Regions from separate parts of the Oryctolagus cuniculus genome. Here region 1 is linked to region 2. Evidence: chromatin contacts called from public Micro-C data. All regions are on one chromosome and are shown on one strand. The core of a region is the stretch at or near the end of the contact, and the rest is flanking DNA. Distances in the headings are between cores, read along the strand shown.

The links. Hi-C and Micro-C count contacts between places; a contact is called where the count stands out from the background.
Region 1: a contact with region 2 is called in a Micro-C map of ear pinna, with 3 times the contacts expected there. The contact joins the enhancer-like site here to the promoter of AMOTL2 in region 2. A contact is called at or near these places in 3 of 6 Hi-C or Micro-C datasets (ear pinna, skin fibroblasts and an unstated tissue).

Annotation. Positions count from the first base shown.
Region 1 is chr4:147,119,104-147,124,280 of mOryCun1.1, forward strand. No RefSeq gene overlaps it. Among named protein-coding and RNA genes, the nearest start is that of RYK, 59 kb to the right of the region's middle. Within about 2 kb of position 2,893, at least 4 of the 8 cell types and tissues checked have an H3K27ac peak or open chromatin away from gene starts, as enhancers often do. A contact at or near this core is called in ear pinna, where this site is marked.
Region 2 is chr4:147,058,695-147,063,851 of mOryCun1.1, forward strand. AMOTL2 (angiomotin like 2) reads left to right here and starts at 3,569. Exons shown (of 10, transcript XM_051818603.2): 1 at 3,569-3,774.

The sequences.
Region 1 (5,177 bases), core at 1,643-4,142, 60 kb after region 2:
GGGAGGCAGCAGCAGGCTGGTGGACAGCAGCTGGGGCCCCACCAGCACAGCCCCAGGCAACCGAGCTGCCCCGGGGCGCGCAGGTCCCCAGGCCGGTGCGGCTCCTCCACTTGGCGGCAGTCTCCGGGCCTCACTGAGTCCCGCTCCTCATACATGCAGAGGGGGGTGCCTGCGGCCGCACTCGGGGCTCAGCGCTGGGAAGGGGGACCCCGTCAGTCTCCGCGCCCCCAAGCTGGCTGTGTGGAGGCCAGCGTGTTCCGCCGCGGGTCTCCTGGTCTGTGAAGTGTCTTTAGGAAATCGCACCATTACTACATGTTCACTGTTAAAACAGCCAGGAAACGCAAACCCAAAGAAGGTAGGTAACCAACTTTTAATTCCGGAGATCAAGAGGCGCCAGCCCATAGGGCTTCCGATGGCTTCCGGAACCCAGACACCGCGTCTTTGTTAACGGGACCAGGTTTTGTGCAGAGCTCCCTAATTGCCCCCTTTCCCACTCAACAGTAGCCAGGAGTTTCCTTCTATTGTCAACAAGCAAACCTCCCCGAGCGACCTTAACCCCCCTTGGGCCATTCTGGCAATGCCAAGTCAATGCTGAAGGCAGGCTGGGTATCACCGAGTTTTTCTTTCCCTCAGCTCCCAACCTGGCCAGGAACAGAACTGCCATGGATCCGGTTTGCATGTGCAATTCTGAAGTTGTGTTCACCATGGATTAATTTTTATTCTTAAAAACGTCATGTTGATGGGCCAACGCTGTGGCGTAGTGGGTAAAGCTGCTGCCTGCAGTGCCAGCATCCATATAGGCTCCAGTTCGAGTCCTGGCTGCTCCACTTCCCATCTAGCTCTCTGCTATGGCCTCGGAAAGCAGTAGAAGATGGCCCAAGTGTTTGGGCCCCTGCACCCACATGGGAGACCCGGAAGAAGCTCCTGGCTCCCAGCTTCGGATCCGCTCAGCTCTGGCCTTTGCAGCCATTTGGGGAGTGAACCAGTGGTTGGAAAATCTCTCTCTCTCTCTCTGTAACTTTACCTTTCAAATAAATAAATAAATCTAAAACAAAACAACAACAACAAATGTCATGTTGAGAGAGCATTTCTCTTGTAGAGGGCGTCTGGTGCAGTAGGCTAAGCCCCCACTGTGAGCGCCGGCAGCTCCCATCATATTGTTGGTTCAAGTCCTGGCTGCTCTGCTTCCAATCCAGCTCCTTGCTCATGTACCTGGGAAAGCAGCAGGGGATGGCCCAAGTGCCTGGGTCCCTGCACCCACATGGGAGACCTGGATTGAGTTCCTGGCCCAGTCCTGGCTATTGCAGACATTTGGGGGGAGTTAGGGGATAGAAGATTCTCTCTCTCTCTCTCTCTCTGTTATTCAACCTTTGAAATGAATAAATTAATCTTAGAAACACAACGAAAGAGATACGTTTTGGTGGACAGCACCCTTGGAGCCTCCTTCGCTGCCTGCTCTCCCATCCCAGCCCCGGGTGGTGCGGGTTTTCCGGTTCTACACCACGAGCTGTTGGGATTCTTAGGTTGTTTCCAATCTGCGCGGTCTGCACTCCCGGCACTCACAAGACTGCCTGGCACCTAGGAGGTCACTCAGGACATATTTATCGGATGGCTGAATGAGTGAAGGAGTACTACAGTGACCACTGGGACAGCTGAATCGTGTGCGAATCCAGAAGGGAGAGGAGGCGCTCCCACGGCTGACTCAGGCCTGCTGGCCAGGCCCCTTGTCTGGGGCACAGGACTCTGGACCCCCGTGTAGCTGCCTCTCAGGCGACAGGGGATTTTCCCAACCCTAACGAATGTGTGGAATTTTCAAATAACAAAGCCAGAACCCAAGAGAGGAAATTCTAAGAACATGAAATAAGTCTGAAGCGCAGAGGTGGGTGTTTATTTCCCATCGGCTGCGCTGCCCCGCCCCCGCCTCCCTCCCCAGACCCCAGAGGGTGGGAGTGGGGGGGTCCGGATTCAGATGTCAGCACCACAAAGCTCAAGGAAACCCATCTTCCTGTGTTTGCTCAGAACAATGCCGGAGAGGCCACAGCACGGCCTGCACTTTTCCTTTGCACACACGCACTGGGGTCCCAGCGCGCTGGGGGGGGGGGGGGCGCCAGGGACGCAGGGCCGTGAATGCTCCTGTTCCATCACGGGTCACGTTTGGGCACACACAGGCTGCGAGCCCCTGCGCTTCCTGTGCTCACACCCACGGGAGCCCCGGCAGGTGAGGATGAGATGGGGGATGTGGAGCCCTGGCCCCACCTTGCTGGGAGCAGCTGCAGAGGCTCCCTCTGTCTGGAGCTGCGGCTTCTGTCAGGAAGTCCTCCTGGATCTAAACCTTTCCCAATCCGGGCTATTCCTCTGCGTTCCTGACAGCCCGGGCTTCCGCAGCCTCCCTGAGCATTTCAGAGACCACCTCTAGGATCGGAGTGGGTGCACCTTGCCGACTTCCGTGCCCCCAGCACTGAGCACAGGCTGCGAAAATAAGTACTTGCCGAGTGAATTAAGTGCTCACTCTGGGGACTCGTCTCTCCCTGGCCAGAGAGCGCCTAGGGCCAAAGTGAACGTGCGCTTTCCTCCTGTTTGCCCCGGGCACTGCCCCCACGCACAGGCGACTGCGGGCACCCGGCCCCCGAGCCCCTGGTGGCAAGCAGGGGCGGACCCTCGCTCGCCTTCCCGCTGTCGGCCCTGCGTCCCCAGGGCTCGAGCAGCCCACTCTGGGTTTCCCTCTTCCCTAACAAGCCACCGCCCTCGGGCTCTGCCCCGCAGCCTGATGGCTGGCCGGCCGGACGTGCGACGGGGAGGTCGGGAGTGGCCCCGGGAGCGGCCGCCAGGGGAAAGGGCTGGTGCGTCCAGGGCGCGCGGCGAACACGCCGTCCACATTCCTGCGCGGCCGCCCGGAGCCAAGGCCGCATTCCTGGGCCGCGGCCCGAGCGCAGCCCCGACTCCCGCCCCGCTCCGCCCCGCCCCGCGGGGCCGCGCGCGTGCCCGCCCTCGCCAGCGCCCCCTGGCGGCGGGCACGCGCCCGCCCCTGCGCCCTCGCGGCGCCCGTCCCAGCCCGCCGCTGGGGTCCGAGAATTGCCCCCTCCGCGGTCGACATTGGGTTTCTGCCGCTAGAGACGCGCAGTGGCTACCCGAGAGCCGTGAGGGCTTCGGGGGAAGGAAAAGCAGCGGATCCCCCGGCTGGAAAGTGGGAGAGGGGACCCCAGCAGGTGGGAGGGGCCGTGGGCTGGCCCACCCGGAGGGTGGGGCTGCTGTCGGGAGTTGAGGCCCCAAGAAAGAGGAAAGGCACCGGCCCGAGGCGTCCGCATTGGAAGGGTAAGCGCCGGCCTCAGGTGCACCTGCACGCACACACCTGCGTCAGCACCAAAACAGCGCGGATACCTTGTTTCAGTCGCTGCGGTCCTCCAGGGACCTGAGGGAGGGGAGTGTGTCATGTTCACTTCCTCCCTGCCCCCCTCCCCGGGGGGCCTGCTTAGATCCCTGGTCAGTGTGGAACAATGGCCGGCAAAGTCTGGCTTGCCCCCATCTTCCCAGCTTGTTAACACCGGCCTGTCTTCGTGGAGAAGGAGCTACAGCCCGGCACAGGGAAATTGGCGTGGTTTTCAGCCCGAAGACCTGTTGGGGACCCACCCTGCGGATTAGCGACACCTGAGAAGCCATTAATGCAACAAAGCATTCCTGGAACTTGCAAGGCTCAGCATCTCGCAGGGTTGCTTGGGCAGCCGGGAAGAAGGGTGGCAAACTCCGACTGGCCCACACCCCAGCTGCGATGAGGGGCAGGGAGGGAAGGGAGGCGGCAGCCCTGGAAACCACTTGTTTCCCAGCCTCTGAGAGCAGGACCAGAAAAGTACCCTTTCCCACCGGGTGGTGTCTGGGGTGGCCCCGGGGGAGGCCAGAGTGACAAGGTGGCAGCCGGCTGGGCAGTCCTGGTTTGAGGCTGTAGAAATGGCTCAAGGTCAGCCCCTTTCGGATGGCCCAGAAAATGGGCATCCTGGAGTCCCATGCTACCTTGCAGCCCCCTCCCCACCCCCGCTGTGCCGAGGCTCCACCTCTGGGGGATGTGAGGGCACTCCAGGTGACGGTGATGAAATCAGACACGAGTGAGCCCCTCGGATGAGCCCACCCGGGCCCTAACCCCCCAGACACTCACCGTCCCTGCAGGAGGAAGACACGGCCAGTATAAGGCAGTGTGCTATGTGCCCCTGGGGGCAGGGTGCGGGCTCAGGTGCAGCGGAGGACTGTGCGGGGCGGGGTGGGGGGGTGGGGGTGGGGAATGGCGGGGCCCTGCCGGAGAGGGGGCCGTTCCATGCCTCCCCATCCTCAGTGAGTCTCCTTGGTGCCTTGGCCCCTGTGGCAGCTCCATGGGCTTCGCTGATCAGGTAGTTCTGCTGGCTAGCCTCTAAGCCTGGCACTTTGAGCAGAACTGAAAATTCCCACTGGGCCCGGCTTGGGCTGTGGCTTCGGGGAAGAATCCAGAAATGCAGTCCCTCTCCCTTGGAGTGATCTCCAGCCAGGGCGCTCCTCACCGACAGGGGGAAGGCGCATTCTTTCACTGCCCCTCGCTCCTGTGCAAGCAGCCGAGCCGGCCAGGGGACTCGGGCTCCCAGTCACCTTCCCCTATGCCCCGCAGGGCCTCACTCCATCCGTGTGCTTCATGTGAATAGAAGGCTCCCGGCCCTACCACCCCATAGTAAGAAAAATGTCTTGAGGGGCCGGTGCTGTGCCATAGCGGATAAAGCTGCCACCTGCAGCACTGGCATCCCATGTGAGCACCAGTTCAAGTCCCAGCTGCTCCACTTCGATCCAGCTCTCTGCTATGGCCTGGGAAAGCAGTGGGAGATGGCCCAAGTGCTTGGGCCCCTGCACCCACGTGGGAGACCTGGAGGAAGCTCTGGCTCCTGGCTTCAGATCAGCACAGGTCCAACTGTTGAGGCTATTTGGGGAGTGAACCAGCAGATGGAAGACCTCTCTCTCTCTTTCTGCCTCTGTAACTCCACTTTTCGAATAAATAAATCTTTAAAAAATGACTGGAGATAATAAACTCGGAAAAACACGAGTTTGCAAAAGTATCATCAGAGTAAAGTTCCTCAAATGCTGGCAGGCTCCAGCACCACCAGTCCGTGTGCAGAGCAGGAAGAAGGTGCATTTTCCTGGGCCCACTCACAGATTCTGAGTCAGGA
Region 2 (5,157 bases), core at 2,319-4,818:
GTCTGGGAGACACCTGTCTCAGGATGCAACTCTGCCCCAGACATCTCTCCCCAACCTCAACCCCAGCTCCAGGCCCCAGACCCACCCGGGAGCCTGAGCGGAGCGGGCCCCCGCAGCTGGGATGAGGCTCACTAGGGGGCACTCTTCCGTCACACTGGTCCTGCCTGTCCCCCACCCCACAAGCTCCCCTGTCCCCCAGGCACTTTCCTGCAAGAACAAACCCAGGGGCCAAACCCAAGTTCCCTGTAACCTCTTGCCAAGAGCAGAGGGTCTCTCCAGGCAGCAAGGGCCCATCCACACTGTCAGTGCCCGCTCAGGACAAGACAGCTTTGCGAAAGTCGCTGTTTCTAAATGATCTGCCTTGACTTGCTGGCCAAATGGCGCCAGCTCTGAGATGCCCACGTCTGCCTCCTCCCTCAGTCTGATGGTTGCCAGACCAGCATGAACTGAAGGGTGCAGTCCTGTAGCTTGTCCACGTCTTGCATGCAGAACTGGGATTTGCGGATGCGCTGGGCAGTGACAGGGCGCAGAGAAGGGAGACAAAATGAGAGCTTCCCTGCCCATCGTGTGACCCATCCCTATTTGCAAGACTCGTCCCAGCCCTCAACCTGCAGGAACCCCGGAAGCAAAGGGCCCTGGAGGAAGGCCAGGGGCTCCAGGGGTGTGTGCTGTTTGGAAAGGCAAGGCTCCTGCAGTTGCTCCAATTTCACAGGATTTATGGACAAAGGCAACTTGTGCCTTGTGGAGACTCCAAGCCAGCATGCCTGGGAGGGAAAGAGAGACAGGCAGCAGAAGGGGGAGAGCTTGGAGATAGAACCCAGAGGCTGGGCAAGGGGCAGAGGTTTGCAAAAGGACCAAGCGCAAACGACTCTGGCTCGTAACTTCTACCCCAAGATGCAGGCTCTGCCCGTGATGCGCTTCCTGCCCCAGATTCTCGTAGGCCTCCAGTTCCCATAACCTGTCAGAGGGAGTGTCCCCGAGGCTGGCAGGGGGAGTTTCACAACTTGCCGCCTTCCTTTGATGTTGCCAGCAGGGTGGCCCCGGGGGTCCCTCCTCCACCAGCCAACCATTTGGGAAGGGAGGAGCTCATTCCCTTCCTAGCTCCACGGGAGGAGCTGCTGGGGTCCCACTCAGACCCTGCCTGCATGTTCCTGCCCAGCGTGTGAGATGCAGGCACACAGCCAGATCCAGGCGAAGAAGGGAGGGAGGGATGGGTGCCCGGATTCCTGGCTAAGCCCCGTCCACACCTACGATGCAGCCACACCCCCGCGGGCTTCACTCTGCCCAGCCAAGGCCTCAAGCCTGGCTTACTCTGAGAACTGGGTCACCTCCGCACCTTTCCCAGGCAAGATCCCAGACCCAGCCAGCCGCACGGTCACCTGGGATGAATCATTCCCTGAGGGGGAGGGAGACAGCAGTGGCAGGAAGAATGCACTGGCTCACTCTTCCCCAGTTGGCCATGAGAATTTACATGCAAACAGATTGGCCAGCCCAGGGGTCGCCTGTGCACACCTGCCGCTGCACAGCTGAGCTGTGGTCACCTCTCACTCAACTCTGCGGGGTGTTCTGCCCACTCAGGCAGCATAGGCCCCCAGCCTAGCCCTGCCTGGGAGGCCCTGACACCCACCCTTCTTGAGAGAGGAGGAGAAGAGAAGAAAAGTGTGTGGAAATTTCCCTATCCAGGGTTTGGGACCCCTCTGTCCCTCTGTGGTGCAGAGGCGAACAGCTGGGTTTACAATAGCCTTGCCCACTCCAAGATGTAACCGCCTTGAACCAGCTGGCTCCTTTTTGTCAGCATATCGAGTCAGTACCCCTGGGGCTGGCGCTGTGGCATAGAAGGTTAAGCCTCTACCTGCAGGGTTAGCATCCCATATGGACGCTGGTTCAAGTCCTGGATTCTCCACTTCTGATCCAGCTCCATGCTAATGTGCCTGGGAAAGCCACGGAAGATGGCCTGAGTGCTTGGGCCCCTGCACCCACATGGGAGACCCAGAAGAAGCTCCTGGTTCCCGGCTTTGGGTTGGCCCAGCTCTGGCTGTTGCAGCCATTTGGGGAGTGAATCAGTGGATGGAAGATCTCTCTTTCTCTCTCTCTTTCCTTCTCTCTCCATATCTCTGCCTTTCCAATAAACAAATAAATGTATTGCCCTCAATGCCCCTGCAATACAGGACTGTCCCATGTGGTCTTTCCCCTGATTTTGCAACCCCAGGGTACACCTGCCCACACCCAACTCATACCCGCACCAAGTGTTTCCAAGAACGTTGTCCATAAGGCCAGGCCACCTGGGGGCCTCTTCCCTCTCTTACTCCTTTTCTAAAATACCTACCTATTGTATTCAGATTGGGCAGAGGCATATTGGCCACAGCTTCTCTTGCTGAGGTAACCCTGGGAGGGCCAACTATCCCATAGCTTGTCACAAGAAAACCCGTTCTTCACGTATTTCAGATCCAATCCTATTTGGAATGCAATATTCAGCTTCCAGGTAAACTATGCACACACACACACACACAGAGAGACAATGGGAGGGGGTGTTATTAAAAATTAACCCTGTCCCTGACTACTGAGCTTGAGTTTCCTTGTGCCTGCTTCCCTCTGGGGAAACCTGGGAATTGCAACTCTATGCTGAAGGGCCCTCAAGGGGAGTGGAGGGTTTTAGTGTTGGGAGTCCCCCCACTAGGCCAGGGCCCCAGAACGACACAGAACTTGGGGGACAGGAGGCAGGGGTGTTGGAGGTTTTGATTTCCACAGTCACGGCCACCTGGAGCCCCAGAGGTGGGTATGGGGAGGGCCCTTGGCAGGCAGGGGTGTGGGGGAGGTGAAGAGGAGACTGGAACAGGACAGGGCAGGTGGACATTGGAGGGCACCTGTGTGGGTCTGCGTGGGACCCACGATTCTGGTGGCAGAAGTGCTCAGAGGTTGTGATAGCAGAACTGCCTCAGAGGGCGACAGGCGGGACCAAGCCACCAGCGGATGGTTGCCTGCCGCCAGCTCTCGTGGAGGGGCGCCGGCCACCACCTGGACGACAGACAGTGGAGCACCTGGCGGCCATGAGTCACTGGGGGGGGGGGGGGTTCAAATTAACCAGATTTTTCAGCGCGGATACACACTTCCTGTGGAGGCAGGTTCTCAAGGCGCGGGCGAAGATGTTTGTAAACAATAAAAGTGCAATTCAGAGGTTGCCGCTGGGGGTGAGAACAGCGAGGCTTAGGAAGAGGCTGGGCGGCTGGAAGAACCGTCCTGTCTTGGCCTGGCCACTGCTCTCCCTGTCCCCGCCGTACATGCCCCCTCCGAAGCCACCCCCGGAACGCGCCGCGGGCGAGTTGAAGGACGAAGGGCGACAGCAAGGCAGGAACTGGGTGCCCGAGCGGTGTGAAATCGTGCCCGGCAGCTCTGACGGCCAAGCGCGCGGAGGGGGCCGTGCGCGGCCGGGGAGCGGAGCTCCGGGGCCGGCCCCGCGCCCAGCCCTCAGCGCCGCCTCCCCGGAGGAAGGCGGGGGCCGGAGGAGGGAGCCGCAGGAGGCGGAGGGCGGAGGAGGGCGGCGCGCTGAGAGGTTATTTGTGGTTCGCTTTGATCCCGAGGGGGAACCTGAAACTCTCACATTCCTGGCATAGCAGCCGCCTCCAGCGCGGGCCGACCCTGAGGCTGCGCGCTGCGGCCGGAGCGGCCAGAGCGTCGGCGCCACCGCCGAGTGCACACCTCCGCCGCGAGCCGGGCCGAGCCGAGCGGGGCCGGGTCGTCGGATCGGACTGCGCCAGGCGCCCGCGGGCCGCAGCGGTAAGGAAGGCCGCTTGGCGCTCGGGCCAGCGCGCCAGGCCGACCGCCACGCTCCCGGGCCGAGGCCCGAGGTCCCGCGCAGCCCGGCCTTTTCCGGGAGCGGAGCGTCCTCGGGGCGCAGCGCACCCTTTCCAGCCCGCCCCAGTGCCGGGTTAGGGCCCCTCCTGGAGCCGCGCTGTGCACCCTGGGGGGGACTCTTAAAGGCGTGCAGGTGCCCGGGCTGGGGGAGGGGGCCGATGACGGGGAGAACTGGGTCGGTGTTTGGGGTGGCGGGGTCGGACTAGGCGGGACGCGGGACTTGGCCGCAGGCGCCGCTCGGAGTTCCAGTTGCAGGGCCTTGGGGGCTGGCTTGGTTAGGTGGGGGCTACAGGTGTCTTTGACCCCTTCTTCCCCCGGCAGCCCAAGAATTCCTCTTTGTCTTCCTTGGAAAATCCTCTCTGGAGCCACGAACTGGCTCTCACTTAGAAAGAATGCAGCCTGCTGTCCAGCCCGGTGACGTCAGCGCTGGAGTATTTGGAAAACAAAGAGGGCTCGGGAGGGAGGAGGGGGCGGGTCCGCGACGCTTAAAGACCTCTCCCCTGGTCCCCCCCACCCCCCCACCGCCGGGTTCCCAGAAGGCCGCGGCCGGGAGCCCCGGCAGCCCCGGGCCGGTGCGACGTGACTTTAAGACGCCGTAGCTTTGGCTTCTCGGGCGATGCGCGCTTGGAAAGGCAGCTTTCAGGGAGCGAGGAGGCGCGCGGGCGCAGCCGGGGTGGGGAGAGCCGATCTCAGCGGCGCGGTCCTTAGGGGCCTGAAAGGATGCTCGAGTGAGGGGCGATGCCCCTATTCTAGCTCCGCGCCGGGACAGGCGCACCGTTGGCGCGCCTGGAATCTGTGGCGAAAGCTCTGCCTGCCTCCTCGCCGCGGGGGGGCCGCCTCGGCGGAGTCCGCCCAGACGGTGATTAACTTAGGGAATGTCCGCAGCTGAGCTGCTGGCGAAGTGACTCCCAGCGGCTGCTTTTGCCCCTGGGGTTGAGTGCCTGGGAGGCTGGGCACCGAGGTGTCCACCCGGCGCACCCCCACTCGCAGCTCTGGGCAGCTGGAGGCCAGGGGTTGGGGGAGTGGATCAGGAAAGGCTGCTCTCCCGCGGTGTCGAGCCCCAGCCGAGGCAGGGCCCCGGGACTTGGGTCTGTGGCCGAAGACGGGGCTGCATTGCAGCCCTCTCCACACGAGCAGGACCTGTGGCAGTGAGTGTTTGGTTTGGCATTCCCTGAATCCCAGTTTGGAGGTTTGTGTTGGAGGAGGCCGTGGAAAGGAGGCTGGGTGAGGGAGGTGGGCCGCCTTCCAGGCCGGGAGCCGCTCCCTGGGAGCCCAGGCTTACAACAAGGGAGCACCTTCTTTGGA